6 separate regions of the Mus musculus genome follow, and all the other regions are linked to region 4. The links are chromatin contacts, called in public Micro-C and promoter capture Hi-C maps. All regions are on one chromosome and are shown on one strand. Each heading gives the region's core, a stretch centred on a gene start, on an enhancer-like site or on the middle of the called end of the contact. The rest is flanking DNA. Distances are from core to core; before and after follow the strand shown. Region 1 holds the start of Phb (prohibitin). Region 2 holds the start of Itga3 (integrin alpha 3). Region 3 holds the start of Phospho1 (phosphatase, orphan 1). Region 4 holds the start of Fam117a (family with sequence similarity 117, member A). Region 5 holds the start of Pdk2 (pyruvate dehydrogenase kinase, isoenzyme 2). Region 6 holds the start of Col1a1 (collagen, type I, alpha 1).

Evidence for each region. Promoter capture Hi-C pulls out the DNA fragments that hold promoters and counts their contacts. Hi-C and Micro-C count contacts between places; a contact is called where the count stands out from the background. Capture Hi-C pulls out chosen DNA fragments and counts their contacts.
Region 1: a Micro-C map of embryonic stem cells shows a contact between it and region 4, with 4 times the contacts expected there. The contact joins the promoter of Phb here to the promoter of Fam117a in region 4. A contact is called at or near these places in 2 of 39 promoter capture datasets (both in liver), 3 of 484 Hi-C or Micro-C datasets (B cells, cerebral cortex and embryonic stem cells), 2 of 115 datasets of contacts at active chromatin or transcription factors (astrocytes and bone marrow-derived macrophages) and 3 of 9 other capture datasets (adipose tissue, liver and pancreatic islet).
Region 2: a promoter capture Hi-C map of liver shows a contact between it and region 4, with 2.4 times the contacts expected there. The contact joins the promoter of Itga3 here to the promoter of Fam117a in region 4. A contact is called at or near these places in 5 of 39 promoter capture datasets (embryonic stem cells, liver, stem cell-derived epiblast-like cells and 1 more), 2 of 115 datasets of contacts at active chromatin or transcription factors (embryonic stem cells and extraembryonic endoderm stem cells) and 1 of 9 other capture datasets (pancreatic islet).
Region 3: a promoter capture Hi-C map of adipose tissue shows a contact between it and region 4. The contact joins the promoter of Phospho1 here to the promoter of Fam117a in region 4. A contact is called at or near these places in 5 of 39 promoter capture datasets (erythroid cells, liver, neutrophils and 1 more), 1 of 484 Hi-C or Micro-C datasets (pre-B cells), 1 of 115 datasets of contacts at active chromatin or transcription factors (memory CD8 T cells) and 2 of 9 other capture datasets (adipose tissue and liver).
Region 5: a promoter capture Hi-C map of liver shows a contact between it and region 4. The contact joins the promoter of Pdk2 here to the promoter of Fam117a in region 4. A contact is called at or near these places in 5 of 39 promoter capture datasets (hippocampal neurons, liver, pre-B cells and 1 more) and 2 of 9 other capture datasets (adipose tissue and liver).
Region 6: a promoter capture Hi-C map of adipose tissue shows a contact between it and region 4. The contact joins the promoter of Col1a1 here to the promoter of Fam117a in region 4. A contact is called at or near these places in 1 of 39 promoter capture datasets (liver), 1 of 115 datasets of contacts at active chromatin or transcription factors (pancreatic cancer cells) and 1 of 9 other capture datasets (adipose tissue).

What each region holds. Positions count from the first base shown.
Region 1 is chr11:95,664,613-95,668,419 of GRCm38.p6, reverse strand. Phb (prohibitin) reads right to left here and starts at 1,463. Exons shown (of 7, transcript NM_008831.4): 1 at 1,378-1,463; 2 at 269-383. The coding sequence starts at 356.
Region 2 is chr11:95,074,633-95,078,417 of GRCm38.p6, reverse strand. It overlaps Itga3 (integrin alpha 3), which reads left to right and starts at 1,704. Exons shown (of 26, transcript NM_013565.3): 1 at 1,704-2,287. The coding sequence starts at 2,082.
Region 3 is chr11:95,823,071-95,827,089 of GRCm38.p6, reverse strand. It overlaps Phospho1 (phosphatase, orphan 1), which reads right to left and starts at 2,590. Exons shown (of 3, transcript NM_153104.3): 1 at 2,381-2,590. It overlaps Gm38958 (predicted gene, 38958), which reads left to right and starts at 2,679. Exons shown (of 1, transcript NR_164195.1): 1 at 2,679-3,135.
Region 4 is chr11:95,334,869-95,338,680 of GRCm38.p6, reverse strand. It overlaps Fam117a (family with sequence similarity 117, member A), which reads right to left and starts at 1,663. Exons shown (of 8, transcript NM_172543.4): 1 at 1,420-1,663. The coding sequence starts at 1,615.
Region 5 is chr11:95,038,796-95,043,101 of GRCm38.p6, reverse strand. It overlaps Pdk2 (pyruvate dehydrogenase kinase, isoenzyme 2), which reads left to right and starts at 1,731. Exons shown (of 11, transcript NM_133667.2): 1 at 1,731-1,963; 2 at 3,612-3,753. The coding sequence starts at 1,846.
Region 6 is chr11:94,934,573-94,938,763 of GRCm38.p6, reverse strand. It overlaps Col1a1 (collagen, type I, alpha 1), which reads right to left and starts at 2,540. Exons shown (of 51, transcript NM_007742.4): 1 at 2,320-2,540; 2 at 660-854; 3 at 506-537; 4 at 351-386; 5 at 159-260. The coding sequence starts at 2,395. It overlaps Gm46293 (a long non-coding RNA gene), which reads left to right and starts at 4,148. Exons shown (of 3, transcript XR_001780299.1): 1 at 4,148-4,191.

The sequences.
Region 1 (3,807 bases), core at 214-2,713, 330 kb before region 4:
TCAGGAATGTCAAATGGGCTGTAGAGATGGCAAAGCGGTTAAGAGCACTGACTGCTCTTCCAGAGGTCCTGATTTCAATTCCCAGCAACCACATGGTGGCTCACAACCATCTGTAATGGGATTCAATGCCCTCTGCTGGTGGGTCTGAAGACAGCGACAGTGTACTCATATAAATAAAATAAATAAATCTTTTTTTTTTTTTAAAAGGAATGACACATGGGCTATGCAGATCAACAGAAACTATGCAGAAAGCTCTTCCGCGCCTCACCATTATACAAAGCAGAGTTCACCACGCCTCCTGCAACTGCCAACGCCAGGCCGAACTTTCCAATGGACTCAAACACTTTGGCAGCCATGACTCCTTCTGTTGCTTCCACTCACACCTAAACACGGGGTAAACATAAAACACTTTGACACCAGATTCTCAGAGAAAGCCCGCTCTGAGGCACAGAGTTCATGTCTCAACATACATTTTCATATGTCTACACCTGTGGGCCCAAACTCACTCACTGAACGCCCCATAACACTGACCACCTTGCAAACTGTAGATCATGTCTGCGTTTGTGGACGTGTTTCTTTACAACCATTCAGAGAAAGAGTCTGCGACACTTGGCTCAGCGTAGGAACGGTGCTTTGTACCCACGAGGAACTTAGTACACAGAAAAACCACACTCCCTTTTCCTAGACCAATAGGCCACAAGCGAGACCGGTGCTACACGGCTGAAGCCAACAACAAAAAGGGCAATTTCTGTTAACATTTAAGTTACACGGTCTCCGACAGCCTTGTTTAACCTTCAGTTACTTTATGAAGGTTATGACTGCTGAAGTGCATAGAGAGGTTATACTCTTAAGTAGTAGAACCAGGGTTAGAATGAGAAGACCGAATTCTAGAAGACATTGTAGAACTCCTCCCCATACCAGTTAATAGGAAAGCAGGGGCTGGCAGGGGTGCAGCGAGGCAGAGCGGTGAAGGACTGGAGGTGGGGCTGCGGCGGGACGGGTGGGGGCACGTAGCTGACAAACTAGAAACCAGTTAGCCTTGAACTTTTTAATGTCCCGCCCCTGCGTCACCCTTGGTACAATCCTCAAACTCGCCCTCCCCTTTCTCAGACTTCAACTGCTTGTGTATCGGGATTTCTCCATGCACATTTATCCTCTGTCTCTGACATCCAGCTCTTTTTACTCCACCAGCTTCTGGATTTTTCCTCATCCTGTCCCCTCCCCTTGCACATTCCTAACTCCTTCTGGACCGAGATTTCCCCCTTCTCCACTAGGCGTACCCACACATGCATCCCATGCCCTCATTGTACATAGGAAAGCAGAGGCAGGCTACAGGGACATAGGACCAGAGGCCTCTACCGCTCCTACCACGCTTACCTGCTTTCACTCTGACCTCCACATGAATTCCCCAGCTCCGGATACTGCGCGTGCGCCAGGCAGCTCCTCCCCCCCCCCCGACCCCCGCCTCTTCAAGATCCGACCCTTCAATTGGTGAAGCCGAGCGACGTGCATTCTGGGAAACGTGTTTTGCAGTCTTCCGCGGGCTCTGTGGCTTTAATGAGGTCAACTACAACTCCCAAAAGATCATGCAGCAACGGGCTCTTTCAGGAAACCCGTTTCTGACTGGTGAGAACGGATGGGATGTTGCCGCAAAGCCTTTCGGGAGTTGTAGTTCCTTGGTAATATATGCACGTGCCTATTCCTCAAGGAGGTGGTTCCAGAAGCCGGAAGCAGACTGGATCGGAAAGGAGTTGGGCTTCCACTTGGTAGAGGAAATCACAAGGTGGTGAAGGAATGGGTGGGCATTTTGGATAAAGGTGAGGTAAAATAATTCATGCACTGAGAGACTGCTAGGGAAGTTAAGGACAGCCCTCAGGGACGTAAGATGTTGATCTTCCAAGCCACTCCATAACCTTAAAAACGGCTTAGAAAGAAGAGGAAGGGAGTCGGTCATTCAGGTCTTGCAATACTTCAGTAAAGGCTCTTGATTTAGGGTCTAAATCTCTGGGCATCTTTTTTTCCAAGTTATATTCGAGGAATTGCAAAAAAGGGACGGAGATCATGTGTATGGCTTCTCAAGTTCACCTGTTGTCAACAATTTGCGTATTTGTTGTTGTTTTTGTTCCATCTCCTCGCCTCCCTCCACTTTTCTCTTTCTCCTACTATTCTCTAAGATCAAGGATATCTATCCTCTTACTTTTTGTTTTGTTTTGTTTTTTGTTTTTGTTTGTTTGTTTGTTTTCGAGACAGGGTTTCTCTGTGTAGCCCTAGCTGTCCTGGAACTCACTCTATAGACCAGGCTGGCCTCGAATTCAGAAATCCGCCTGCCTCTGGCTCCCAAGTGCTGGGATTAAAGCGTCCGCCACCACGCCCGGCTACTATCCTTTTACTTAAGTAAATATTATCCATGTCTGCATTCCAATTTTGCCAATTAAGCAAATAGTGACTTTTATAGCATTCCTCTCCATGACACAAATCTAAAATGAAGTAGTTTATTTTTTTGGGCTTGTTGCTCCCGAAATACAAACTCTCCTGAGAATATCTGTAAAGAACATGAAAACCCCTGGCACTGTGGCGCAATGGATAGTGCATTGGACTTCTAAGAAAGACCTGCTCCTTATTCTTAGCTTAACTTTTATTTAAAAGATAAAATGCAATTTTAAATTTGCAATCGGTATTTATTTCTTATTAAAATATAAGAAGCCAGATATACATTTAAAAGAAAGGAAGAAAGAAAACGAACGAACGAACATGAAAGCAAGCTAGGTGCAGTGGTGCACGACTTCAATCCCAGCACCCAGGAGGCAGAAGCAGGTGGCATCTGAGAGAGAGAGAGAGAGGGAGAGAGGGAGAGAGAGAGAGAATGTGAAGACACAAGGAAGACTATTGGGGTGGAAGAGAGACTGGAAGGGCCTGGGGAGGGTAAATAAGGTGGTGAATATAAGTGAAATACTTAAAATTAATAAAACAAATACATTTTGTTAGAAAAAAAAAAGTGTGATGGCCGGGCAGTGGTGGTGCATGCCTTTAATCCCAGCACTTGGGAGGCAGAGGCAGGTAGATTTCTGAGTTTGAGGCCAGCCTGGTCTACAGAGTGAGTTCCAAGACAGCCAGGACGACACACAGAGAAAGGTCTCGAAAAACCAAAAAAAAAAAGTGTGAATGATGTTACATAACTCAAATGGGCAAGAATCAATCAACATACGAAGAGCTTTCCCTCCTAATAAACGATTAAATAGGTGAACCACAGATTTTGAAACTTAGTGTTTGCAAGGGTTGTTGGCTTCACAAAGGAAGAGAAGGAGGGCACAGCAAGTGAAATTGCTGAGGCAGAACACTTGCCTACAGTGCGCTAGGTCTTCAGTTCCAACCTCAGCACTGTAAAACAAAACAGTACTTATAAAATATTCAAAATGGGCAGAGGGCTGGAGAGGTGGCTGGTTGGCTGTTAAAATCAGTGGTGCTCTTCCTGAGAACCTAAGCCTGGTTTCCAGCACATGGCAGGTGACTCTCAGAGACCTGTGACTCCAGTTCCAGGGGATCCAATGCCCTCTTCTCCCCTCTGGAGCACCAACACACATGTGGTGTGGCACACACACACACACACACACACACACACACAAACCATAAAAAATTCAGAATATAAGCCGGGCATGGTGGCACACGCCTTTAATCCCAGCACTCAGGAGGCAGAGGCAGAATTTCTGAGTTCAAGGCCAGCCTGGTCTACAAAGTGAGTTCAAGGACAGCCAGGGCTATACAGAGAAACCCTGTTTTCAAAAACAAAAACAACAACAACAAGAACAA
Region 2 (3,785 bases), core at 455-2,954, 260 kb after region 4:
GAAGTAGAAAGTAATGGAAGAGGACACTCCCATAGGAGAGGCTCCGGTCACACCAAGTCTCAACAAAATCTGATTTGTCCTAAGGGTTAATCATTAGCATAATGGTTAAGAAGGGTTCTGGGGTTAGATACCGCACTATTAGAATCTTAGCTTTGTGGCTTTAGCCGAATAGCGTAACTTCCTTGAGCCTTGGTGTTCTCATCTTAAAAGCAGAGCTAATTCCCTGATGACTGGTGTAAGGATTTCATAATCGTAGACCCGCGCCTTCCGGTGGCTCACCTCTGCTTTCTCATCTTTCTATTTAACTCCAGGCTCATCTGGGCTGCTCCTGCATCAATGTGGCCACATGGGGCTGCAAAGATCTCAAACTTACTTTATGCAGGGAAAGCTGCTTGCTCCCCCTGGTCCCTCCAGGGCTGTGTCTGATGAAGAGACAGCTCTGCTCCCATATGTAAATAGAGAGACAGGTACAGACCTGGGTTTACATAGTGGTGGCAACGACAAACTGTCAGTAATTGTCATGAGCAAAAGGACATCCTGGTCTCTAAGGGCTGCACCTTTGAGTGTAAGAGATAAGATCAGCTGTGAGGAAATGATTGTACCTTCTAAGGTCACAATGTCTAGATAGGGAATCAGACACAGAATGAGCTGGTTCCTCAAACACCGGAGCAGAATCCCATTGGATGGGCTCATTTTCTGCTTTCCCTTTTCCTTAGACTGGTGGTTGTGTAGATGTGTGTGTATACACATATATACTTGTATACATGTATATTGCCTTGAAAAAGTAGTATTTGTAAAGCAGTTAGCATAGTGCCTGCTGCATGTGCTGTTCTTATTTAATTATAAAAACATGTAGAAAACGATGCTCAGGGAAAATGAGTCTTGTTCTGCATTAGGGGAAATCTGAGTTAGACCAAAACAACATTCCATACACTCTTGGAGTTCCCTAATTCTTCCTCGGATAGTGAGATCTTTGAGTCAAGCCCACCTGTCTCCACCCAGCATCACACCTGTGGGGGCTGAGGTCCCATTCACTGCTTCGAGACAAAGGCTGCCCTTTGCTAATTATTATTTCTGATGGGTTGTCATCACCACCACTAAATATCTGTCTGGCTTTGCGGAGGAGCCGCTTCCAGCAGGGAACAGGATGAGAGGAGGCGGGTGGGCAGGAGAAATACTCCTTCATACATAACATTGAGTGTACTTAGCACGAAGAAGTTAAGTCCGGAGACCCGCAGTCACCTCTTAGGGACTCACATCACTGCGGAGGTCCGCATTCCAGGCAGCCGAACACAGTCGACCGTTCTCCGAAGAGCCAACGCCTGGTTTGTCCAGCGGGGATCGCGGTGCTGGCGGTGCCTTGAACGGCCTTTCCAGTAGCAGCCGCCGCAAGCGCCAAGCAAATCCACCTCTGGCCCCGCCCGTCCAATCCGTCTTGTACCGAAGGCGACGCTCCTAGGAAGAAGCTCTCCGCTGGAAGGGGAAATCCGGGCTTTAAGGGTTCCCGACAGGTGTCTGAGAGAGAGGGCGGAGTCGCGATAGGAGAGATGGAGAGGGAGGGGCGGCGCTGCCCCTTTAAGAGGCGGCGGCCGAGCGGGGACCTTTTCTCTTTCCCCGGAAGGAAAGCGGAGCCCGGACTGGGCGCGCAAGGTGGGGAGGTGCGGGGCTGGGCGGTGGGGAGGCGGGGCGCGCTGGGGAGGATCCCTCCCTCCTGCCCTCCTGGTGATCGAGGGCTTGCCGTTCTAAATCCTCCACCTAGCCGAGGTCCAAAGAGCTAACACCTCCAAGGGGGCGCGGCCGGGACCATCTAGGGTGTGGGGTGCTCGGAGCTCGGAACGGTGACCCGTCCACCGAACCAACGTGAGAGTAGATCCACGGATCTGGAAAACGGATTGGAAAAGCACCCGGAGCAGACGTGAAAGTGACCCGGACTAGGGTAAAAAATTGCCTGACTACCGGTGCAGCGGCTCTGCGGGCTCGGGTGTCCTCTGGTGGCGCCTGGAGCAGGTGAACCGTTCATCACTCCCGGTGCTGAGCCCTCTAGCGATTTCGCCCGGCCCCTTACGGCCCGGCCCGCAGCCATGGGCCCCGGCCCCTGCCGCGTGCCCCGCGCCCCTGGCTGGCTGCTCCGCGCTCTGGCCTTGATGGTGGCGGCTTGCGGCCGGGTCGCCTTCGCCTTCAACCTGGACACCCGATTCCTGGTGGTGAAGGAGGCGGTGAACCCCGGTAGCCTCTTCGGCTACTCGGTCGCCCTCCATCGGCAGACTGAGCGACAACAGCGCTACCTGTAAGTCAGCCTGGCGGCGGTGAGGTGGGGTGCAGAGAGAGGGGTATGTGCGCGGATACCTGACCTAAGCTAAACTGGAGCCCTGGGCCCGCTGACTTCCAGGCCTGCTGCTGCTGGCCTTTCCTTGTGAGCCAGGATTAAGAGGGCGGGTAAGACGGCAGTTCTCCGATTGTGGGGCTTGGCGGCAAGTGGAGGAAGGGGGTGGGGGGAGGGGGGCAGTAATCATGGCAAGTGCTGACCTGGCCAGAACCTGTCTAGACGCGACCGCTCCACATTTCAGACATCTTCGGAAGTAGGGTCTTTGTTGCCCAGCACCCTGAGAATCCAGTACCTAACATTAGCTTCTTTCCCGGGCTAGGAGAACTCTGTATATTAAACACCTATTACATCGCTCTTCCCCTCCTCCTTGAAGAGAACCGAGAATATATGCGTTCAAATCCCTATTAGCCCTCTCATTTAGCCTGTGGCCAGAGCAGCCACGCCCTCTGCAGAACCAGGCTGGACCACACTTCTCAAGGGCTTGGCATTGCAGAGTGAGGTGATGAAGAGGCTGGGCATTCGGAGCTGTCCAGAGACTTCCTCTTGCCCCTAGAGGAACGGACAGTAGAAGACAGAGGAGGCGCTGTCTTCTACTCTGAGGCCAGAGCCCACCCGGAAGCAGTGGGGGTACTCCCACCAGACATCTCCCTGCATTCCACAGATTCATGTTGAATCAGCAGCCCTGAGTGTGTTTGTTTTGGTTTGAAGAGGGGAATGGTGTTTTCTCTTTTCTTCTGCTCTTTGCAACAGCTGCAAGAAGCGGGAAGAGCCCAGCAGAGTGGAGGAGGGGAGGAGATTGCATCCAGCCACCTGCCCCTCCCTGAGCACACTCATGCCCAACGGGTCATGTCCAGGTGTCTGAGGTTTCTCTGCATAGGTTCTGTGTGCTTAGGTTGGCTAGCTGAGGGAAGAGGGTGACCAGAGGTGGTGAAACTGCCCAGGAGGGACAGTGATGATCCATCATATAAGCCCCTCCTACCTTTTTGAGCTGGGTGGTCTGCCAGGCATTTACTCCTGCCCGGCCTCTGACAGTTCCTAAATCAGAAGACACAGTCAAGGTAAAAAGTGTTGAAACCTCTCCCTGCTCTGACTGGGGCCTGTAGAAACTTGAGGAAGTTTGGAATGTTCAAAGTCCAACTCAACGTCAGTCTTTGCCTCTGTCCTGCTGGCCCAGCCCTTGTCCGTACTGCCCACCTGGACTTAGTCTCTACCCTACCTGGCCCCTGCAGAAGAAGGTGGATCCACCACACCCTTCCTGTCCTGGCTGGGCAGATTTAACCTTCTACCTTTCTGAGGCCCTCTGATAATAGTTAGTTGCTACAGCAGTGCTGTTGCCTCCCCCCAGCCCAGTCCAGAGTTCTCAGATGTTCTGTTGTTGAATGTGCATGGCCGGAACTAACACACTAGAAGAGATTCTGCAACATCTCCCGCTCTATTCTGTGACCTTGAGGACGATATG
Region 3 (4,019 bases), core at 1,341-3,840, 490 kb before region 4:
ACCAACCCCAGGGCTTTGCAGATACTATACAGCATGCCCTTAACCCATTATCTTTGTATTTAATTTTGAGACAGGGTCGACCAACCTGGACAGCCTCCTGAGTTCAGAGATTCCAGGCATGTAATAAAAATACTCTTGATAAGATTAATTTTCATCTCTTGGAGGGGGTTAACTACTTGCCTGTCTTCCTTTGAAAGAATTATACCAGTCCCAATGCTGACAGCTGACAGGCTCTCACTACCTAACCTTGGCTGGCTTGCAATTCTCTCTGTAGACTAGGCTGGCTTTGAACTTAGATCCTCCTGCCTTTGCCTCCTAAACACTGGGATTAAAGTCCAGCGCCTCCACTCTGGTAATCTTGTCTTTTTCTCTGCAGAGCAGAAGGCCAGGTATTCCGGGTTTCTTCCCAAAAATTGACACAGCCTCACAGACACTTGGTCCTTGCCCCATTCACCCCTAGTTATTTTCTGGCTTCATAGCATAGACCAGTTGGCAGCTGGTGATGCAGGAGATAGGGGCAGAGAATCTGAGTTTGAGGCCACCCTGAACTACATGAAAATTCCTGTTTCAAAACAACTGCCATTAAAAAAAAAAGTCACTCACTTCTGACAGGTGATAAGCGATAAGTCCTGGGCAGTGCAGGGCATTGCCTTTAATCACAGCAGAGGCAGAGGCAGAGGCAGAGGCAGAGGCAGAGGCAGAGGCAGAGAGGCAGAGAGGCAGAGAGGCAGAGAGGCAGAGAGGCAGAGGCAGAGGCAGAGGCAGAGAGGCAGAGGCAGAGAGGCAGAGGCAGAGAGGCAGAGGCAGAAGCAGAGAGGCAGAGGCAGAGGCAGAGGCAGAGGCAGAGGCAGAAGCAGAGAGGCAGAGGCAGAGGCAGAGGCAGAGGCAGAGGCAGAGGCAGAGGCAGAGGCAGAGGCAGAGGCAGAGGCAGAGGCAGAGGCAGAGAGGCAGAGGCAGAAGCAGAGAGGCAGAGGCAGAGAGGCAGAGAGGCAGAGAGGCAGAGAGGCAGAGAGGCAGAGAGGCAGAGGCAGAGGCAGAGGCAGAGGCAGAGGCAGAGGCAGAGGCAGAGGCAGAGGCAGAGAGGCAGAGGCAGAGGCAGGTGAAACTAAGTTAGAGGTCAGCTTGGTCTACAGAGTGAGTTCCAGGACAGCCGGTACTACACAGAGAAACCCTGTCTAGAAAAACAAAGCAACAAAAAATTCTGTGTGACCACCAGAGTCCCCGTGGAGAACAGGACAGGACCTTTGAGTTTCTCCCACATGCTAGAGCAGCCAGGAGGCAAACTTTTGGGGGCTGAGGGAAGTCCTTTTCTAGTCTCATCTAAGATCAATGTTTGCAGCCCTGATTCCCTATCACAGCCCCTGCCTGCTCCTTTGATACAAATACTTTTAGGTTAGATCTGTGGGAAGTCGGGGTAGGGGTGTGTGTGTGTGTGTGTGTGTGTGTGCACTAACTTAAGTCTAAGCTTGAAATTCTCCTAATGGGGGAGAGGGTAGAGCCCATAGGAAAGTTTGGGGAGTTTTCCACAAGAAACATGCAGACTGAGAGTGGGGGTGAGCACTTAAAAACTGTCAAGCCCTCTCTGCTTCAAGAATAAGTATGCCCATCACTAGAAATTAGATCTGACAATTAAGCTAGGATTCCTGCCCCCAACACTCGCAACTTCACAAACTCCTTTCTTGTTCATTAACCCGTAATGGGCAAGGGAGGGGGTGCAGAGAGGTCCAGCTTACATCACACAGCATCAGAAATAGGATTAAAACTCAGGGATCTCTACTGCCTCTTGAAGAAATTACCTGAACTCCGGAGGCTCTGTATGTTCCCTGTCCTAGCTAGTCTGCGCCCCGGTGCCAGTGAGGAATCTGGGACTAGGCGTCACCTCTGGGGTCCCCTGCCTGGGGTGGACAAGCAGAGGTGATTCTTACTGGGTAGGGGCAGGGAGATGGCAGCTGCCGGTGGGGTAGCAGGAGAGATATTTTTAGAGGTGACTGGAAAGCAGGCACTCTGGCACACCCCCAGCTGGCGGGCGCTTCGCTCTAATGCGGGCGGGGGGTGCGTAGCTCGGGGAGAAGGAAGGACTTGTGGGTGGCGGGGAGCTATGACAGTCCCCGGAGATGAAGGGACACTGGGTACCATTAACCTGGGAAAGGAGGGGGTTCAGTTCTCTGCCCCTGGGACTACCCCACCACCAAGCACATGAAACACACTCAAACTACACACAGCCCCCACCCCAACATTTAGATCGCGGTCCTCCCGGAGCCCAAGACTCATGCGGGGCAGCAGCGGTCACGCTGTCTGTCCCAGCTGAGTTTGGAGTGGAAGTAGTGGGAAGGGGGCTACTTAAGGGATTTAGGGACAGGATGGAGCAAGGGGTGCTTACGGGATTTGGGGGGTACGCGGTCTTATCCACCCCCGGATTTCTGAGCTCCGGCTCACGAATCCCTCCAGCCCCGAGGGACTGTGGATGATGTGCTTCTGCTCCGTCCCTTCCACCTGCCCCCCATCCTCGGGGCCGCCGCCGCGTCCCCTTTAAATGCCGGGGAGCCAGAGCCCGAGCCGCGGCGGGCGCTGCGGCAGCCGCAGCACCCGGGCCCACCGCAGTCCCCGCACGTCACAAGCGCCCAGCCAATCACCGTGGCGCCGGCGCACATCAAAGGGGCGGGCTGCCCGGGAGCCACGCCTCCGGGCTGTCCCGGAGGCCGCGCGAGCGGCCGTGAGACTGGGCGGGCGGGACGGGTGGAGCGTGGCGCGTCCCGTCCGAGGAGCGTGGGTGCGGGGCACCCTCTGCGTGCGCGTGGGCACGTGCGTGAGTCAGTGTCACACTGCCCGCCTCCTGCTGGGCTCGGCGCCAGGACTCTGCAGGCAGCCCTTCCACCGCCCGGCTTCCCTCCTTGTCGCGGGACAGCCGGGTGACCGGCCCGCCAAGCAGCCCTCCCTCCATGTGCTCCGAGCTCGCCCTCTGCCCTTCCGGGAGGAGTCGCGGCATCCTGCCGAGTCCTCGGAACCCTGTCCCCAAATTACCGGGTACTCGGGCTTGCCGATGGAAAAGCTCTCCCAATCCAGCACCGCCTAAACTCGGAGTTGGAGAACCGACACTTGAGCACTGTGGTGCAAATAAAACCCGCTTTCTCCCAAGTTCCCGCTCTTCCTCTCTGGCGAGCTTTCCCTTCCTTCCCACCCCTCAGAACACTAGATTACGATTAAAAGAGAGGAGGTGAAACCTGCACTTTCTGAACCGGTGCGACGAACCCAGGAGAAAAGACTTGTCCAAGAGTTCGAACACAAGGACACCTCACTTCAGTCACAGAACAGGATCTGTGGGTGAGGAGGTGCACCCTGGCCTGGGTCTACCTTCAACTCTCCTATCATCCTCTAGCTTTGAATACCAGAGCTCCGTGCTTCCACCAGCAGAAGGCAGATTGGCAGAAAAGTTGCCGATACGATGGACCACCCGCCCAAATCTTTGAGGGCGACGTCTCCATTGCCCCTGCTCCCTCTCTAACACGCCAGCGCCCCTTCACCTCTTTCCTGAAGTCCAAGGGCTACCGGTGTTTATTCTACCTAGCTCTACCTAGCGGTGCTCAGGCCCTGGGCCTTTTATCTTGAGTCGGGGTGGGAGGGTGGGTCTCTTATAATTTGTTGCTACCTATTCTAGGCCCGACCCTGAGCTCCTAAATCTCCTGCTTCCATGTCCAATTTGATGGATTAAAGGCCCGAGTCCCCACACCCTGCAATCCCTCCTCTTAAAGAAGCAGTTTCATCTCCACACCCTTCTCAAAGACAGGCTCACACAGCCTTCATCATCTGTGTTGTATCTGTTCTCGGCCCTCCAATGCCCCCCAGACCCCCCCCCCCTTTGAGACAGTTTCCTGTCGCCCAGGCTAGTAATGGGCCTTGCTGTATAGTCCAGAATGACGGTCTACTCCCGAGTTCCTGCCTCTACCTTCTGAGCGCTGGGATTAAAGGCATGTGTGCCACTATGCCCTTTCTTAAACCAGCCCTAGGTGTACTTGAGGGGA
Region 4 (3,812 bases), core at 414-2,913:
GTCTTGTGGTTTGCTTTATAGTTGACGATAGGCACGAGTTTGTCTGGGCATTGCCTTCTTCTATACCACCAGATTCTACACATACTTTGACTACTTGGTCACCATCTTGCTACCAGATTTGATCAAGTTCTGCGTTCCAGAATGTGATACTAGCACATACAGTGAGGTCCAAATAGACTTGGCTTTCTACCTCAAAGACCCGATGAATCCCATTCCTATCTAGCAAGACTCCTGTAACAGAATACCTTCAGGAAGAGGATATGCAATGTCCAAGCTTAGTCATCTGCAGAAAGCACAAGAGACTGGTGTAGGGACTGTCACAGTAGGATGGCAGGGACCATAGCTTCTGTACATTTGGTACAAACTTAGACTTAGGAAGTGTGCAATGATCCTTTCACATCTGGTGTGAATCAAACGCAAACTTCACTTTTAACTTACTGCCAACCTCCTCATGCAAGTAGGTTCCCTTTCCGTTCCAAAGGGCCTGCAATTGTGGGTCCCATCACAGCCTTAAGTGTGAAAGCAAGGTTAAATTTGCTCCACCCTAGTTTCCCCACACCCACCACATCAAGCTGCTATTAAGAAACTGCTTCGGCGCTGTTCAGAAAGTGGGGTATTTAACACAGCATACTTGATTGTAAGCACTCCACTGCCACGTTGGCTGGGAATGCTCAGGGCAAAACACCTTCGGAGGAGGCAAGAAGTAGGATGCAAACTGCCCAACTCCTGTACATAAGCACACACGCACAGAATAACTGGAAAGAGACAGCCATGTTAAGCAAGTCAGAGATATGGGAACATTCAACTTCGGGGCTACCCCGAGAGGAATGTAGAAAATCGGTAACAGAGGTATGTTTGCACCGAAGTAAAAGCCGTTAAACTAACTTATTCCAACGGGCTGAGTTCAAATCATCTCCTGGAAGAAGCATAATGTGAAAGCGCACGTGAAGTGGTGAAGAAAGGAACTCGAGAGCCATAGAGAGAGACGCTGGGGCCAAACTCAAGCAGGAGAAGTAACACATGGCTCCACCCGGCTCTCTTCCATGCCCCTCCCCCTCACTGAGCAGGCGTCCAGCGCCCACCGGTTCTGGCTCCCAGTGAAGCCCTCGACTCCGGACGCCCACAACACTCCTTGCACGCACTCTAGCACTTCTCACACCGCCCGGGCGGACACTTCGGACCACTTTTCGGTTACGCCCCCCCAAAGCTAGCTTCCATCTGCCAGGTCCCTCCCCTCTGGTCCCCGGCCCATGCACCCGGCACCCCGTCCCGGAGTTGCACCGCAGGTTCGCAGCTGCTCGCCTTCGCTCCCTCCGCCCTCGCGAACTCTGAGCGCCCCTTTTTCTCTTCTCTCACCTCCCATCTACTTCTAGTACTCTCCAGCCCGTCGCCCCAGCACCCGCTCCGGACCCGGCTCACCTGCGCGGCCACCCCCGTCCCGGCGCTGGTGAGGCTGCTGCAGCTGGAAGGGGACCGTAGCCCTGAGTGGCTGCAGACCGACCCGGGGGGAGCCAGCGGGCGCCGGTGGAGAGCAGCCCCGCCGGAGACCCCCCGCCCCTCCGCGCCCCGGCCCCCAGGAACCTCCGCCTCGGCCGCCCGCTGCGGCCCCGGACATGGCCCACCCGGCTACCTGCCGCCTCACCCCCACGGCGAGCCCCACACTGCCCCCAACCCCCGCGGCCGCTACTTATCTGCCCTACGGGCGCGGACCGGCCCCCTCGGCCCAGAGTTCTAATTGGCCTACAGAGTCCCAGGACCTCCCCCTCAACCAATCCATGGCGGGGCTCTTCTGTTTCCGAGGATGATTGGTCCATGTGCTCAGCCATCAAGTCAAGACCCCCACCCTCCTGATTTTCTTCTTTTCTTTTTTTTTTTTTTTTTTAATGTCCTTAAGGCTGCCGATTGGACCTTCCAGTAGAGGGCTGGTTCTTCAGCACTGCCAATGAGAAGGTTCAAAGGGGAGGATCGTCACACCCAGTCCCAGGTAGTATGCAAATATATGCCATGTGATGTCAGGCTGTGCAGGGGGCGGGGCTGGATGTGGACTGGAATCAAACACTACTGAAATCTTTAAAGGTGGTAGTGTCAAACTCTAAGCAGTTTCAATGGGACTGAGAATGCCTAACTTCAAAAGCCATTACATTTAGTTTAACTAAAAAACATTAGTTTTCAATTCTCATGAGATTTCACTGCAGCTGACAAACTCCAAACTGAGATTCGATAAATTTATAGAAGGTTTGCCTATCATTTGCATGAGCTTTGCATTAAATTCGTACATTTAATGGCTACCTCGCCTCACATGACACTCATTTGTCTTCTACGTTTCCAAGTCCCTTCCTGAAGCTGGTCCAATCTCAATAAAAACAGCTGTTAGTCTGTAAATTAACTTGAGCCTTTAAAAGGGAGCTGGGAATTTCCCTTCAGAACCATCCATTGTAAGTGTACCTAGCAAAACAAAGTAAATGATAAATCTGATCAAGTTTGATAGTGACTCCACTAGGAAATCTTTGTCTTTCCAGCTCAGTTGCTCTCTGACCTACAAGTCAAAGACCAGATGGTCCCCAAAGAGAATACTGGCAAGCTGTGAAAATTATATGCTATGTATATGTGAACACATTTTCGGAAAAAAGAAAAAGCAGTATTTAAGATACTATTAAAACAATGCATCTCAAAAAAAAAAAATCCATTACTCTTGCTACTTTGTTCTATATATGGAAAAGAAACAGAGCCAATTAACGCTGGACTGTCTGTGAGAAGGGACCATCCAAGTAATTGGATAATTCCCTCTAGATTTATATTTAGTTATGAATTCTAATTTTGACCTTGCTACCGATTTGTCTTTCTATTTCAGTCTCTACCGAGTTTAGTATTTTTTTTAAAGGTATTCCCTTGAAGCCACACTTACTAATCAGAGGAAAGGGAGTAAACTGGGTGTGCGTGCTGCGAGAGTACCTTGGGATCCAATACTGAAAGCAGATAACGCTCAGAGTGGGAATGCAACAGTTGGCTGAATATTAAAATCAGACCAGAACACAGAACATGGAGGCAAAGGAACATACTGTGAAAAGATTTTTCTCTGCAAAGACACTACTTTCATGTTTGAACGATTTGCTTCAAGCTCTGACATATAGATTGTTTGTGATGGAAGAAAATAGTACTCTTTTTTTTCCATGAGGACGACAGTCTTACTAAATGCCTGATAGGGATGAATAAGACCTGGTGGTTGGAATTAAAACTCAGCCATTCTCAGGCTAGCTCAGCTTTAAAAAGTACATCTGATGGCTGGGGATGGAGGTCAGTGGGCCAATACCTGCCTGGAATGCTCAAAGCTTTAGGTTTGATTCCGGCTATGGAGGGAAATGAGGGAAGCAGATTGAATTCTCAATTTCAATTAGCTCAACATTCTCATACACTTCAGATCTCTGCCTTTATCAAGGCGTATTCCACCCCTGGGTCTCACAGCCTCACTGAGAAAACCAACAGCAATAGCCCTAATATTCAATGAATCCCTTCCTGCATGCCAGATACATATCAAGTACTTTGCATACTATTTCATTCATCCATTATGACTGAAAGTGAGAGGTGGCTACTATGCCCTCTTTACTGAGTCTTTGGAAAGAAGCCCCATGCTCGGGGTTACCCTGGAGGCTGACTCCAGATCTGAGCCTTGCTTGATCTCTATGCTTATAAAACGTTTCATGAACTTTTTTCTACAATGACATGTATCTGGCTGGTGTGCCAACATCTGTCTAGTGCTTTGCAGCTTACACATCATCGTGTTATCTAACTCTCACTATAGCCATGGAATGTAC
Region 5 (4,306 bases), core at 482-2,981, 300 kb after region 4:
TTTTTTTGGGTTTTTTTTTGTTTTGTTTTTTGTTTTTTTTTTTAAAGACAGGGTTTCTCTGTGTAGCCCTGGCTGTCCTGGAACTCATTCTGTAGACCAGACTGGCCTTAGACTCTGAGATCCTCCTGCCTCTGCCTGGGATTAAAGGTATACACCGATACTTTTTTTTTTTTCAAGTGAAAAGGCTCTGTGTGTTGGAACCAACCAGGCCAGATTTGTAGTTGAGAATGCTTGCTAATTCTGTTTTCCTGCCTATAAAATGGAGGAAACGATATAATAATCCAGCAAGCAGTGCCTGGCCCACAGCATTACGCTTTCCAAGGTGAACTCTTGTTTTGTGTTGGCTACAGTTAAACTGTTATAACTTGCAGTGTGTGTGTGTGTGGGGTGGGGGGGTTGAGGATCAAACCCATAGTCTTGCATATTCTAGGAAAACACTCTATTACTGAGTTACTACCAGCTCAAACCCACCTTCTCTACCTTTTGGAGAAAAGATCTTACTAAATTACCCAGGCTGGACTTAAACTCACACTGCCTCAGGTGGGCCTTGGACAGATCTCCTCCTGCCTCAGCCTCCAAGAGGAGCACCAGGACTTCCTAAAGGCCAAACCTCAATCCTGTCTGTGCTTCACAGGGCCATAGTAAAGGCCGGGAAACCACTGGATAATCAATAGTAATGAACCTAGGAAGGCCCAGAGAGTGGGGCACATACCAAGTTTTACCAAAAGAGGGCGCATGACATTTCTCAGGGAAGAGGCAGGGAACTGCTAGGAAGACTGGGCTGGGCTCCCAAGCCGCTAACCACTAAGATGCCTTAGCTCCTGGGGACTCGCAATAAGGAAGCCAGCGGCACAGACAGTTGCTCGTCTCGGGTTAGGTGCACAGAAGGTTACCTTCTTAGGTGGTTGTGCAAGACGCGCAAGGTTTTATGCTCAGTCAAATGAGCGAGGTAATAATAAAATGGAACTTAACTAAAATTAGCACTGACCATAGCTCCTGCTCCCGCCTCTGCCAGTCCTAAGGGGGTTTGGCTCTGGCTGTTTTTGTTGTTGTTTTCCAAGTACCAGAGATCAATACAGGGCTTCATGCATACTGAGCAAGTGCCATGCCTTCTGAGCTACATTCCCACCCTGATATCGGATCTTTTTCGAAAGAGAGAGAGAGAGAGAGAGAGAGACCTTTTCTTGGGCTTTTTGGATATTTATGGAAGTCAGCGGGTTGCACGCATATAGGATAGCTTAGTATAAGCTCGCATACTGGTTTCGGATTTTGCAAGTGTTCATTCTGGGTCCATCATAGGAGTGAGAAACCACTGTGAGCCCCTATAGCAGAGCAGGTAAGCAGGTTGTCAGGTCAAACAGGTGCCTTTAGGAAAGGGACAGGGCAGGGAAGGGAGGTTTTAAAGAAGGAGACAGGGGAAAGAACCAGGGAAAGTAGAACGTCAAACGAAGGGTTAGCGGGACTCTGGGGAAGAAAGGGTTAACTCGGGGCTGGCCCCCAAGAAGTGTAGTTGGCGACAGGAGGCGGGACTTGAGCACAGCCCAGGAAAACAACAGGCCGTCTCCAGCACCTTCACGGTTAAGGAGGTGGGCCTCGAGGAGAGCCACGTGTCGAAGCGCAAGGCTATTGGTTCTCCCAGAGTTGTTTGTGCGCGCCCATTGGCGACGTCGGGGCGCCGGGACAAGCCGATTGGCTAGGCGTTGGAGGCATCGCCAGGGCAAGGGTAGGGAGGAGGCGGCCGAAGCCCGTCTCCCGGCTAAGCTGGGCCGAGCTGACGGCCGGTGCCAGCGCCTCCAGCCCCGGGACAGCAGCGAGATCCAAGCCCGAGCCGCAGGCGCCGTCGCCATGCGCTGGGTCCGGGCGCTGTTGAAGAATGCGTCCCTGGCAGGGGCACCCAAGTACATCGAGCACTTCAGCAAGTTCTCCCCGTCCCCGTTGTCCATGAAGCAGTTTCTAGACTTCGGTACGGAGTCGGCGTAGGCGGGCACCGGGGGCTGTGGGCGCGGGGAAGGAGACCCTGGCAATGAGAGGTTAACATCGGAGGAAGAGGTCCTGGGTGGTAGGAGGGTTGGCTTGGAAGAGTATGGACAGGAATGGGTAAACGGCGAGGCCAACCTGGCTGCCCACAAAGAGTTAAGAGTGCCCCCTTCACAGTTAACTAAGAATGGGGGCGCGGAGAAAGCGTTGCGAGGGATCGTGGAGAGTAAGAGACAGTGAGGGCATAGGACCCTATCCAGACATGATAGAGTTAGTGGGAGATCCCGGCCACTGAGAGTGGGCAGCCAAGAGTAAACAGGAGACGTGCTGTTGGAGTGCTAAGGAGATTCAGCCATCTGGAAGACCTGTGCTGTGCACGAAGGGCGGGGTACTTCTGAACAGAGCAAGGGAGAAAAGCCAGGGCAGGTGGGAAGGGGGCCCCTTGAAGTAGGAGGTGCTAACAGGGGAACTCCCCTGACTGGTGAGCCTCCACCCACTGCAGCTGCCCACTGGGCAAGGACACTTGAAGATCAAATCTGTTCTGACCTGGCAGCGGTTCCTAGCTGGGCAGAGCCCAACTTACCATGAGGTAGTCAGGTGGCTTTCACCCTCCTATGGCTACCCCTGGGTTTCTGAAGATCACCCACTCGGTGTTCTGAGGGTGGAGGTGGCTTTGGGGCAGGAGAAAGCTTTGCGGAGTGGAGGATGGAGACGTTGTGTGGCCCCCATCTGTCTGCAAGGTATTCCCTGGTGCCAGCTGGTGTAGGGAGTGGACCCAGGTCTCTCAAGAGTTGGCTGTGTCACAGGCAGGAGGACAGGAAGATGGCCGACAGGACTTGGGCACCTGTTTTCCAGGATATGCCTTGTTACTCCCTGTTCAGTTGGAGTTGTGAGCTTTGCTTGTGTAGGAAATCCTCCAGGGCCCACTCCAAGTCCCCGCCAAATGAATGCCACAGCTAGAAGGGACTTGGCCGTAGTTCGGTCCACCTATCTGGGGAAAACTGCTGATGATATACAGTAAGTTACAGAAGCATCGCCTGCTGTTGATCCTAGGTCTCCTGTCTCTAGCTGACACAGCTCATTCCTCTACTGCCTGTTAATCTTGACCCTGGACCAAGGTCCCCATTTGCCTCACAGATGGTCATTAACATGGCCAATTCTACATTGGCATTCATCTGTCTCCTCAGCCTAGATGAGATGGCCTGCCTCAGGGATAATGCTGAGTTCCTACAGTCCTGGGAACCTAGTCCTAGCACCCCATGGAGAAAAGGATTTCTTAGGTGCCTCTGCACCCTGGGCTAGCCCCCTGTGATGAGTGCCCACCTAGAGAGATGGAAAGGAAAGTGAGGTGAATCACGCCAGAACAGTTCAGAGTCAGCCCCGGGAACATCTTGTTTCCCTGGTTAACAAACAGGGTTTTCACTGAGGGTCAGTGGGTGATACACTCTGTTCCTAAATTGACATCCACGTGGTAGGATGTCTGGGGAAAACTCAAGCATCGCAAGGCTAGGAGGGCTACCTTGCTGTGTGCCACAGATAGGTCCCATGGTCATTTCAGCCTGCCCAGTTTCCACATGGGTGACTGTCCCCATGGTTTGCAGCTATTGATTGACCGACCCCTCTGTCATCCTCAGGATCCAGCAATGCCTGCGAGAAGACGTCATTCACTTTCCTCCGGCAGGAGCTGCCCGTTCGCCTGGCCAACATCATGAAAGAGATCAACCTGCTTCCTGACCGAGTGCTGGGCACCCCATCGGTGCAGCTGGTGCAGAGCTGGTGAGGTCCCCCTCACATGCCACCACCCCTCCATCCTCACCGTGTTCCTCTGTTCTTGTGTCAGAAGCTAGGACAGAGGCAAGGCACAGGGGCCCCAAGAGGCTGGAGAGTTAGCCAGGATTTCTTGGACTCCTCAGCCTGAGCAGGGTCAAAGGTCAAGTTCAGTCTGTTTCTCACCATCCCACTTTCCCTGGGGACTTAGTGTCCATTCAAGAAAGCGTAGCTTTCAAAGTCAAGAGCAGAAGTCATGCTGACATCAGCAGTAACCCTTGGCCTGCTCAGTAACTTGGGAAAACAAGAAGAAGAAAAAAAAAAAAGGTGAAGATTCAGTTATCCCGGTGGCAAATCTAACTTGTCTTGAATGTTGAAGAAACACTCAGTTAAATACAGACAATACAGTCCCTTCCCAAAGAGTTCAGAGGGCAAGGATCAAAAGTTCATTACAGGTAGCTGTAGGGACATTGCTGAGTGACTGGAGGCCAGATAGCCTCACATGAAACAAACAAAGGTGTGTCTGTCACTGGGCACGTCCCTGGCTGATCATCAAGAGACT
Region 6 (4,191 bases), core at 1,291-3,790, 400 kb after region 4:
AGTTCTATTCTATTCTATTTTCTGTAAGTTTATAATTATTTTAAAATAGAAAACTATGTCTGACAAAACCAAAGCAAAGAAAAACAAACAAACAGACAGACAAACAAACAAACAAAACGGGAAGTCACACCCCTCTGGGGTCTCCAAGATCTACTTACTCCTCCAAGGCCAGGGGGTCCGGGGGGCCCAGGGGGACCAGGAGGACCAGGAAGTCCAGGCTGTCCAGGGATGCCATCTCGTCCAGGGGGGCCAACGGGTCCCTGCACCAAGAGACGGAGGGGGCTGCTATGAGCACAAATCAGAGCCACGCCCCCTCCAGTTTCCCAGCTCATTTAGAATACGATGCTTACCCTTGGGCCTTGGGGGCCAGGGTCTCCCTTGGGTCCCTGTGGGGTTGAGGATGAAGAAACAAAAGGCCGTTAAGAGAAGCAAAGAAAACTGCAGTTTATTGGAGGACAGTGGGGGTCGTGGACGGGTGGGAGGAAAGTAGGGAGCAGATTATTACCTCGACTCCTACATCTTCTGAGTTTGGTGATACTGGGGAGAAAAACGTTCAGTTAGAAGTAAATTTACTAAGGTACCTGGGGGTGTTATAGGCTTTCAAGACATAGGCGAGGGAGGGACTCCAACCTCCCTTAACCCTAGGACCAGAACCGTACCGTATTCTTCCGGGCAGAAAGCACAGCACTCGCCCTCCCGTCTTTGGGGGTTGGGACAGTCCAGTTCTTCATTGCATTGCACGTCATCGCACACAGCCGTGCCATTGTGGCAGATACAGATCAAGCATACCTCGGGTTTCCACGTCTCACCATTGGGGACCCTTAGGCCATTGTGTATGCAGCTGACTTCAGGGACTGAGCAAATGGGAAGAGACACAGGATGTGTGCGGGTCAGAGACCTTACCCCGGAGCACCAGGGATCCCAGCCTTACTCACTCTTTGCCCTGTCTAAGAGGCGCACGGAGACTTCCCACTTCCTGAATCTTTCCCCCCACTCCCTATATTCTTCCCTCAAATCCTTAAATGCAGGTCTGCTCCATATCGGCGACGTTCAGTGACAGCACCAGGGCGCCTGGCCAGGACTATAACGTCCCAGTTCTCAGGAATTTAAACAAAGCTCTAGACTGGGGTTTCTTCCAAACAACTTCAGCCCACGCGCGCGGGAACCAAATGAAATAAAAAAGCCTGCTGAAGGAGAGTAGGAGGGCTCCTACGCAGTAGGTGGGGGCTCGTGGGACGTGGTTTGCGCGGAGACAGGAGGCGGGGGTGGGAGGAGAGAAGGGGAAATTCAGCCCTGGTCCCACCTCCTTTCCCGGGGCAGGTGGGGCGGAATGGGCGGGGCTACAATGTGGAGGGGCTGATTTCAGTGGAGCCCTGTCCAGTGTAGTAAAATGTATCCCTAAAGTTAGATACATCCCAATTTCCAGCTCCCAGGAATCTTGAAAACTTGCTAACTAGACAAGCCGGGTCCTTCAAAGCCAGTAGTGCTTTGGAATCTCCTTAGCCAAAGAAGTCAAGTCTACAAATAGTAATGATGAGTTAACCACGCCCACCGCTCCAGGACCTGATCAAGGCAACCACTAGGTGGCGGGCAAAACTAAGCAATGCAGGGGCGGACCGACTTTTACTCGGCCTGGGTCACTTCTTTCAAAGACCAGAGCTACCCCATCCATCCCTGCTTTTATTTTCCTAGTCTGGAGATGAGGGTCCGCAATAACCCAGGTTTTCCTTCTCAGCCTGTGCGCTGTAAAGTGCTGTACCAGGACTCGTAGTGCTCTCGGCTGGCCAGCAGGAGGCACAGGGACCGCGCCCAGTCAAGTCCTAGCCAAACTTTCTCATCCAGCAACCCGCCCTCTCCGTGCGTCCCCTCCCCCCCCCCCGAGAGCCCAGCACCCCGGAGGCCCCAGCAACACTGTCTAGCCTGCAGAGAGGGCAAACAATCTTTCCTTATGAATCATCCCGCAGCCTTTTTGATAGCTTTTACATCTTGAGCTCCGAATCTCTATTCCAGAGGCCTTATTTCATTTTCGACGTACTCTGCCCCAACCCGTGTCCAGATTCCCACTTTTCCTGTTGTGCTACAGATGGGTGCTTGAAATTTCTTCCTGGGCCATCTCATGCAAGGCTCCACTTCTGAGAACTGCTCCCCCTCATCTGCTCAACAGGGTGACCTCTCTCATCCCGTTTCCTCTCCATCACCGTCCCATCCCTGCCTCTGGAGCAGCCCTGCACCTCCATTTAAGTCTTATCTGCTAGGACCCCTCTATACAGAACGCAATACCAAGAAGCTGTAGTAAACTCCCCAGAGTTTGGAACTTACTGTCTTCTTGGCCATGCGTCAGGAGGGCAGTGGCCCCTAAGAGGAGCAGGAGCCGGAGGTCCACAAAGCTGAACATGTCTAGACCCTAGACATGTAGACTCTTTGCGGCTGGGGTGGGGGGTTAGCTTCGGCTCATGCGTGGCCTCACTCCGCGTGCCTCCTGCTCCGTCCCGAGGAGAAACTCCCGTCTGCTCCGACGACTGGCCTGGGCCCCTTTTATACCATCTTGATGGAGAGCTGGGAGGAACCCTGCCTCTCGGAGAGGGGGAGCCAGCAGCCCGGCCCCCAGCCAATCAGAACTGCCTGGCCCGGCCCCCAATTTGGAACGAAGAGGGGGGAGGAGGGAAAGGAAGGGAAAGGAGTCCACCCAGCGCCCCCCCTCCCGCAACTCTGCCGCCCTTGCCCCCCAGATCTACATGGGCCAGAGGTGCTGTCACTGGAGTGTGGCTGGGCCCTCAGTATACTGAGTGTGGGTAGAGAATACCCCTTGTACTTTCTTTCTGGGACTTCAAATCAGAAGGATGTAGAACTGAGAATCTGAGTTGGGAAACACTACAAAGGGATCAGTGTCAGGAATAATTGGGAAAAGGTCCTCCTGGCCATGCCTAGTAATCTTTCAGGCATCCTGGGGAAGAACTAAGGAATAAGTTAGATTAATCTGATTAGAACCTATCAGCTAAGCAGATGTGCCTGTTGGAGGGAGGGGATCACCTCATGGTGTGGACCCAGGAATGGAGGGTAGGAATATTTGTGAACAGTTATACATCTCTTCACAGATACTAAGAGTCAGATATGTGGTGGTTTGAAAGGAAGGGGGTGCCTATCTGTTCTGCCATGCCAGACACACCTTTCTAATAAATAACAGCTCTGAGGCTGAGGCTTGGGGAGACCTTTGACATCCTTGTCCTTCCAGAAGAATGCTTATGCATTAAGTGATGAGCAGCAGTGTGGGCAGGGGGCTTTCTGGGTCCTCAAAGCTGGGGCCTGGGGCATGTTGTATAAATTCTTCTCTGACCTCCTCCATCCCAGCACTGGGATGTGAGTTTGTTGCAGGAAGCCTGTGACCAGGGATGTTTTAGAAAAAGGTCTTGTGTCAGCTGTGGCCACAGCCAGAGATTTGTTAGAGGCCCTCTTATGTAGCAATATCAATGCAGAATGAACAGGTAGAAGGTACTTGGCCATAGAGGGGTGTTCTCAAAGCTACAGAGAGCCCTCTTTTCTAATTGTACTTGGATGTGGTCTGGGGACACCTAGGTGAACTCAGTGTGTGGCAGAAACTTGTGTTTGGTAGCTGAGGGACTTTATTTAATGGTTTCTTCCCATGTCCTCACTTCTTTGCTGAAAATCTTGGCCATTGCTCCCCACCTCTGCCGTCAGGAAAGGGTCATCTGTAGTCCCCCAAGAACAGCAGCTTATATTTAAAGTTGTCGCTAAAAGACAGTGTCCGTTCTTCCCCGGTGCTCCCTGCACCCTGCAAAGGTGCTCTGTCCAATCTGCTTAGGAACTTCATCTTGTCAAACTGTGTGGGTGGTGTGGGAAGGCACTGGGGTCTCCTTGCAGGGCCCATAGACATCCTGTATCACTTCCCCCACCGGCTTCTTTAGAGCTGTAAACGTGGAAGCAGGGAGTCCCGCCTCCTCCAAACCATCCAAGATTCCATTGCTCCCCCCCCCCCCTTCACGCCCTCCCTGAGCTAGTTTTGTGCAACGAAGGCAAAGGGAAAAAAAAAAAAGACCAAGGGAACAGAAGGGGAGGGAGCCACGTCGCTGGCCGTGGGCAGCTAGGCCGAGCAGTGCGGGTGGGGTGGCGGAGGGAGACTGCAGGGGCTATAATTAAAGGGAAAATATAGAGTTTCCAGAGAAGCAGAGCTGG